2 separate regions of the Oncorhynchus mykiss genome follow, and region 1 is linked to region 2. A link is a contact called in public Hi-C data. All regions are on one chromosome and are shown on one strand. The core of a region is the stretch at or near the end of the contact, and the rest is flanking DNA. Distances in the headings are between cores, read along the strand shown.

Region 1 (3,718 bases), core at 851-3,350, 170 kb before region 2:
CAGAGTAGAGTTCAACAGACAGGTGACATTCAAATAGTCTTAAGAAAAGGAATGATGATAGAAGAGAGAAAAGGTCGGTTCAAGAGCACCAAGTCATAGCCTCCAATTCCCATCACCACCCATTTGAAACATGCAATTATATCTTCTGTCTTCTGTCATCAAATTCCATCAAAACAAAACAATATAGAACTATAACAAAAATCGACATGCCATGCTTGAAAATGTCTTCAAAACCCCAAAAAAATTTAAAGGAGAGAAAAAGAGAAACTGAGAAAAATACAGACGCACATTTTTTTGTGCACTAGGCGGGGTGGTCACTGTAAAGAAGCCTCTGGTTATGAGCTGGTCTGTACTGGGGTCAAGCTGGAGTTTTGGAACAGATCGAAAGAGTCCTTCTGTCCATACCTCTCAAAATCCTGGCCAGCAGCCATACTGGGACTCAGACCTTTAAAAACGAGACACAAACGACCAGGGTGAGGGATGTCGCTTTTTGTGCCAAAGGAGAAGAGATGCACGGACTCAAGTCAGAGAGAAAGAGGAGAGGAAGAGGGGGGCATAGGAGGGGAAACATAGCTAATGTATCTGAATGAGAGAGAACCTTCTTCATGCATGGCTGGGGGGTCTCGTTCTTCTTTGAAATCGTCTTTCACGTCGTCCTCGGATACCAGTTTACCTGTTTGAGGCAAAAAGAGAGAGAGTATGGACTTTCCAGTAGTTCAGCATTTGAGTAAGTATAGTGGATTCTGAAAAAAGAGACTTTACCTTCTTTTACTTGTTGAATAATCTCGTCTGGAAGATTGAAGCTCTTCTCTGAGTTGGGAAACGGCAATATTTCAGACTCATGCTGCAGTGGACAGAATGTGTGACTTTATCATTAGTGTTCAGTATTACATAAAAACAAAAATTACAGCTGACTGTCAATCTATTACAATCTATTACAAATGCCAGACAAAGATCATGATGCTTTACTCACCAAGGCTGACATGTCATACATAGTTCCCAGGTGGTCCCAGATCACCTTTGATGACACTTGCCTCCCAATATTCTGGCTGAATTTATCCCGGATGCAGATCATGTGAAAGTGACGATTTACCCCTACAGAAAAAAATTCCGGACCAAGTGGTAGGTTGACAATCTGATTCAATATTCTATAGTCAGACCATTCAAATCTAGTTATGGATCATAACAAAGAACAATATTTTGGCCAAAAGTAAAACTAGAGATAGCTAGTTTACTTCTTCTTTAGCTAGTACAATAAGCTAACGGCAGGTAAAAATAATTTAATTAAAGGCAAAGCAATTGATTTTGGGAAGAGAAGCTGTTTGTGTTATGATTTCCAGATGTGTATGTCAGACCGGAAGTTCAATTGGCTTGCTACCGAACGCTATCTCAGTGAATACATTTGACCAACACACTTTGAGAGAACATGCAGATGTTTAGCTAGCTAGCAAGCTAAAATTGTAAATGATTGTGTGAGTTCATTGAGATGTGTCATTATCTGGCTATGAGTAGATAGCTAGCTGTGGATAAGCTGGCTAGCTAAGTTGTTGGGGGTTTGTTGTGATTGTGGCTCTTGTCTCGTCTTCTGCGTCACGTCTCCACTATAACCTGGGGCTTTCAGGCCTACACGATCAACACACAGCTCGTTAGCTAACGTTGAGTTAGCAAGCTACCATACGGTTAGCTTGCTAACTTTATATTCTTACCTACGGGTTTGTGACCTAGCATTGCATGGAACAGGCACACCTCGACTTCTTGACTCCATACCACCGAGTCTTCGATGTGACTGATCCCCGAGTCTGCCTGTTTTTCGTCGGCTGGAACAACCTCGGCTTCCCCCATGCTGTTGTTCTCTTTCAATAACATAAAACTGCCAGCAGGACAGAGAACAGCGCCCCTATCACTGGTAAAACGGTTATCCAACTGGGATGCGCTTTCACCCAGAGATGTTTGATACAATACATACAATACTTTGATAGGCTTGCTATAATAATATCATTTTTGAAATGTATTATTTTGCATGTGCACAAACCTCGGTAAAGTAGGCCTACAATGTGTATATGTGACCAGGCTACATTTAGACAGGGCATTCCATATTTGAGGCCCTCTTCGTGCACACAAACTGGACAGGTCTGGAGCTCTGGGGTAGCCGCATTCCCCTGCTTACGGTTACAATGTTGCACTGTGTCCAGTCTAGACTCGATACATTGTATCACTCACTTTATTACCCAATGATTGCCTATGGAAAGAAGATAAGGGGCTGCCTGTACGAACCATGTATCATCACAAGAGAGCGCTATATGACCTTGCGTCTTCTTGCTTCACCAGACTTCATTCAGCGCAGTAAAATTAAATACAATGGAATAGACACTATTGAATAGGACTACTCATAATACGGTCGTATGATAACATTACTATTGAACAGAGAAAAAATACTATTGAAAAGAGGAGCTGCATGTCAGATGTATTGAACAATGTATAATGATTTTGTTTTAATGCCACATTGCTTTTTATTTTAGATTGATAATTGGCTATATGTCTTAGTTATGTTCGTATCCAACAGGGTAATATTATAACCTACAAAGAGTAAAGAGTTATGCCAAGTGTAAAATTAACATTCATTTCCAGTCTCATGGTTGGCATTACATAAACTAACAAACAAGGTTCACTTGTAATTGGCTATGCCTACTATTGATATTATACAAGTCATTTATACGGTTTATTTTTCAGTTTCAGCTTTTTACCACAGTACATTATAATAACACAGTTTGTCATGTTCATGCCTCATTCGTGGATTTCAGTAACACACGTTAAAATAGCTCAGGAGACTCAGGACAAATCTATGGTAGATAGTAGGCTCTATTCAACAGTTGTATTTATTTCCACTCCCAGATGTAACGCGGCTCTAAATCCCCTGCAGTGCAGTGTGCACAGCTGCGGCGCTAATGTTTTAAAGCCGAGTCAGTGTGGGATTGTGTTTATGTGATAACATCGTGCCAAGGGCAGGAAAGGGCAGGCGGGCCCAGACTGAGCGGCGCCGCCGCACACCTGGGGAAGTTCAGGTTAAATAGCCTCACATTCCTCGGCGCACAGCTGATTGAAACATTAACAAACAGTAATCCGTGAGCCAGGCTGCAGATGGGTCGGGATCGCAGCCAAGAAAGGAGACTCGCTGTGTGTGTGAGAGAGATCGTGAATAGTAGGCTAAAGTTATAACTGAATATGAGAGCATAAATAATATTGGATGTTGAAAATGAATAAATCTCATAATCTAAACCATTCTGTGTATATCATTAATATTCATTACCCACTTTTGAGGGCTATGCTGAATGCCTAGGTTATTTCAATTAGGCAGTTTTATAGTTAAATTATAAGTAGGCCTATAGAGGTACACAAGTGTAGGTATATTATGGAAACCTGAATAGATTATTTTATGTTGAATGCTCACTTAATTTTAGAATAGTTTGGATAATATCCAAGTGTTATAAGCTGTGTAAGTAACATTAAGCATATATGTAGCTCATTAACGTTGTCATACTCTGAATTAGTAAGAGTAAAGATCCATCGATTCAAAATGGCAGTGAGTTGTCAGAATGACAAATGTTTTACTCATACTTGATTGCTTTTATTTATACGGCACTGTTGAGGGAATTTGCAAGTAAGCATTTCGCTGTACCGTTTATACCTGCTGGAAACTGAACGTGACAAATTAAACTTG
Region 2 (3,924 bases), core at 1,034-3,533:
GTGGGGCGGTCTCAGGGCTGTGACCGTGAGATGAGGTTCTCATGAAGTGCTCCGCTTGGTTCTGGAGTGCTGGATCAGCCACTGTAGTGTTATATCTGGGGGTAAAATAACAGAAGTTTAAAATGCAATGAAATAAATAAGAAAACTGGAGATAACAAGTCATGAAGTCGTCAGATACTGACCAATGTTGTCCTTTTCCTTGCAAGAGATAGAGTAACAGCATATTTCTCTGTCCTGGATGGCTGAGAGGTTCCTGTGGATCACAGAACAGCCATGAGTATCACTCATTCTCTCTCACACACACACACACACACACACACACACACACACACACACACACACACACACACACACACAGCTGGTGCTTACATCCTCTCAATCAGCTCTTTCTCATCAAGCGACCCAGGAAGATCTCTCTTGTTCCCCAAGACAAGGACCTGTGAGGGGGAAACAATATGGAGAGTTGGACAAAGTCAAAGTATTATGAATATAGGCCATTGAGCAGACGCTTTTATCCAAAGCTACTTAGTCATGAGTGCATACATGTTACGTATGGGTGGTCCCAGGAATCCAACCCACTATCCTGCATTGCAAGCAACCATGCTCTACCAACAGGCCTACTACTGTAGCTATTAGATCAGCCAGTTCTGTATGAGGTACTCACAGGAATACCCTGGAGCTGGGGCTTGTCCAACAAGTTGTGTAGTTCATTCTTAGAGGCCTCGATTTTCTCTGGGTCAGCTGCATCAACCATGTACCTTTAAAATGATGTGGTTTCAAAAGGTTGAATAAATATCCTTATTTGAAATGGGCAACCAATATAATTGACCACCCCCACCACAAGGGGTAGGAGGCATGACTGAGTCAATACTGTTACTCACACGATGGCACTGACTCCTCGACAGTATCGCTCCCACATACTCCTGAATCGAGGCTGACCACCGATATCCCACAGCTAGAAAAGCAAGGGATCAAAACATCAATACAGCCTTGATACTGTGAAGCTAATCCGTTTTACACCTTTCACAATTAATAAAATAGCTTCAGTAAGTCACAGTCAATCCGAGAGCCCATCCAAGATCCCCCTAAATACTTAACTCGCTCTCGCTGGAGTAACCAAGTGATGAATCAAGTATGACTATTAAGTGGCCTGACCCCTGTCCGTTGACCTGGCAGTGTACTGACCTTAATGGTGACGTTTCCCTTGGTGATTTTCCTCATGTTGAAGCCCACTGTGGGAATCATGTCTTCACTGAACTGGCCTGACTGCAAGGGGTTAAGAATAGAGGTGGGTTACAGATTAAGTTAAATGAAATCACCTGGCAAATACTGTTTGTAATATTGCTAGGACTTAAATTGTAAAATATGATCCTGTCGCTCATAAAACTGACCCTAGTAATTTCATGAAAGGGACTTAAGAAATACGATTGAATGCACTGTGCACAAGTGAACTGTCAGGACATACACGTGTGTGATGGGGGGATGATAATAGGCGAGTATTGTCCGTTTCCACAGGTCACGGTGTGGTGACACTACTGCATGCCTCATGTGCATGCTGTCGTTAAGCGAACAGAGCTAGGGTCATCATCAGCGCCCGTACATGTCAGCAACGACACACGTTAGCTTCCTCGCTAAAGCCGATATTTAAATTATGTCATCGAGACGTAGCTAGCTAACGTGATACAAAATGGATATAACAACAGAAGCTAGCTAACGCTATCTAACTGCTGAGCTAGCAAGCGCTTGCGTTGGTGGAGCACACGAGCGGACATCTCGATCTGTTCAACAAGGACACATCAGCAGATCAGAGGACAGTAATAAATGATTGACCGTACCGCAATCACGTTCACGAAGGTTGTCTTTCCCGAATACTGTAGCCCCACCAAAGTCAACTCCATCTCCTCCTTCCAAAATAGTGCTTTAAACCAGTCAAGGAGCTTGTTGATCAAAGCGATCATTCTGGGAGCGTTGTGATGGCACTGCTACTACTGGGAAAGGGAGCTTGCTAGCCAGCTAGCTAACGTGAGTTACAAGTTCCCTAGCTAGCGCTATCTAGCGTGCAGTGGCAACACAGTAACGTTACATACAGAACGAATAGCGTGCCTATAATGAATACTCGCTAAATAATCTGTTTTGCGCGCACGTGTTGGCTATATTATTTGATGGGTTTTTTTCAGTTATCTGCCTTGTTTACTATGCCTCTTTCCTCCCTGTCTGTATTTTCCAATAAGGGTTGTTCTTCCTCATTGAGTGGGGTTTCAGAATCACGTAGTGAGAGGAGTTCTCGATAAAGAGGGTACTCAGCGCAAATGAGGCTCTGCTTTCCCGAGACTTGCCCTCTGCTGGAGAGAAGGAACATTACCGTAGCTTTTGTGTATTTATTTTCTGTTCTACATATCACCACATGTAATGAATGAATGATCAATGATGAAATAAACCTGGAACCTGGAAAAGCATCAAATAATAATACATGTATTTATCTACTTCAGCATGTCTAGTGAACTGCAATTAAGGTCTAATTAGAGCCAAGGACATTATGCATAATACTTGTTTTTATTATCATGGTAGCAAATATGGACAATATTAATAATAATGACGTTCAATAAAATTCTAACTGCATGGTGTGGTGAGTACCACATCACATGCCCATAAAAATGCCACAATCAATATCACGGTCAAGAGGATGAGATGGCCACAGTGTGTGAGCAGATTTCCAGGAGCTTATTCCCCCATGCGGAAATATCAAGTTTTAGCTGGGTTTTCTCTGTCACCGCATGTCCCCGTGGTTTTAATGGTCTGGATAGGGACAGGGCTCTCTGAGCCACTGTCTGTGTTCCTCAGCTGCCTACTGTACTGAGCCAGGGTGAGGTACAGGAACTGGTACTGCTCACTGGTCTGGATCATACCACCCCTAAAAACACAGAGGCAGAGAGAGTGAGGGAGCAGCATCGATTAGGGCAGCATCCCCAAACTACACCATTTTTTTCATAACTCAAGATAAATATCAAATGCTGTGTTTGAACCAAAGTGCTCACTTGATAGTTTATGTGATAAGTAACAGAGTTTGGTTTAAATTTGCTTGTCACTTTAGTTTCAAGTTTTAATGTCACGTGCACGAGTACAGTGAAATGCCTTTCTTGCGAACTCAAAGCCCAACAATGCAATAGTCAATAACAGTGTATTACTAGAAATAAAGAAAAAACACGAGAAATAAGAATAATAAATATGAAATACGCAATTAAGTTAGTAAGCATACTATATACAGGAAATATTTAAAAAATTAGTTTCAATAGCATATTTACATGTGCAGGGATAGTGGAGTGATGGAGGTAGACATGTATAGGGGTAAGGTGACTAGGCAACAGGTTACTACCAGAAGTAGGGCGGATGGCCAAAGTGTGTAGTGGCTAGTACCTGTCGAGGCGTAGCTTACAGACGATCTGAAGCACATCAGCCTTACTAGTGTGTTGCAGCTGTAGGCATCCAATGCTGCTGGCGATGAAACAACCTGTTCTGCCAATCCCTGCACTGCAAGACAGAGAACATGAGATCATGTCAAATAGAGCTGTAACATTCAAACGTCTGTCATACAATGTATTTATACTTCAATCTTTCTGATACAGTATCTACCAGAAATACACAGCCCACTTGTACATTATACTGTATATCACAACACAAACGGAATTCCATAGCATTCACCTTTGCCGTCAGTAAGTGAATTCAAGCCATTCACCATGAATCATTTCGGAGCCTAATTCTGACTGACATGGTATGTGAAAGGAGCCTCCCTAAGGTGTCGCAACGTATAAATCCTCTGGAAGTGAGATCCGTTCAAGTAGCCCAGGGCTATTTTCTTTTCAAGGACATTCTATCATACGTCATTGTTTGATCTTTCACATTTATTATATTGATAGCTAATGAGAA

Evidence for each region. Hi-C and Micro-C count contacts between places; a contact is called where the count stands out from the background.
Region 1: a contact with region 2 is called in a Hi-C map of liver, with 3 times the contacts expected there. The contact joins the promoter of mrgbp here to the promoter of LOC110532278 in region 2. A contact is called at or near these places in 2 of 3 Hi-C or Micro-C datasets (blood and liver).

Annotation. Positions count from the first base shown.
Region 1 is chr9:49,161,931-49,165,648 of USDA_OmykA_1.1, reverse strand. mrgbp (MRG/MORF4L-binding protein) reads right to left here and starts at 2,100. Exons shown (of 6, transcript XM_021616036.2): 1 at 1,707-2,100; 2 at 974-1,095; 3 at 763-844; 4 at 599-673; 5 at 289-445. The coding sequence starts at 1,866. The coding sequence ends at 336.
Region 2 is chr9:48,992,994-48,996,917 of USDA_OmykA_1.1, reverse strand. LOC110532278 (ADP-ribosylation factor-like protein 8A) reads right to left here and starts at 2,283. Exons shown (of 7, transcript XM_021616025.2): 1 at 1,836-2,283; 2 at 1,186-1,266; 3 at 882-955; 4 at 665-758; 5 at 370-437; 6 at 183-253; 7 at 1-95. The coding sequence starts at 1,958. The coding sequence ends at 40. It overlaps LOC110532277 (tyrosine-protein phosphatase non-receptor type 7-like), which reads right to left. Exons shown (of 10, transcript XM_021616024.2): 9 at 3,415-3,528; 10 at 2,383-2,911. The coding sequence ends at 2,743.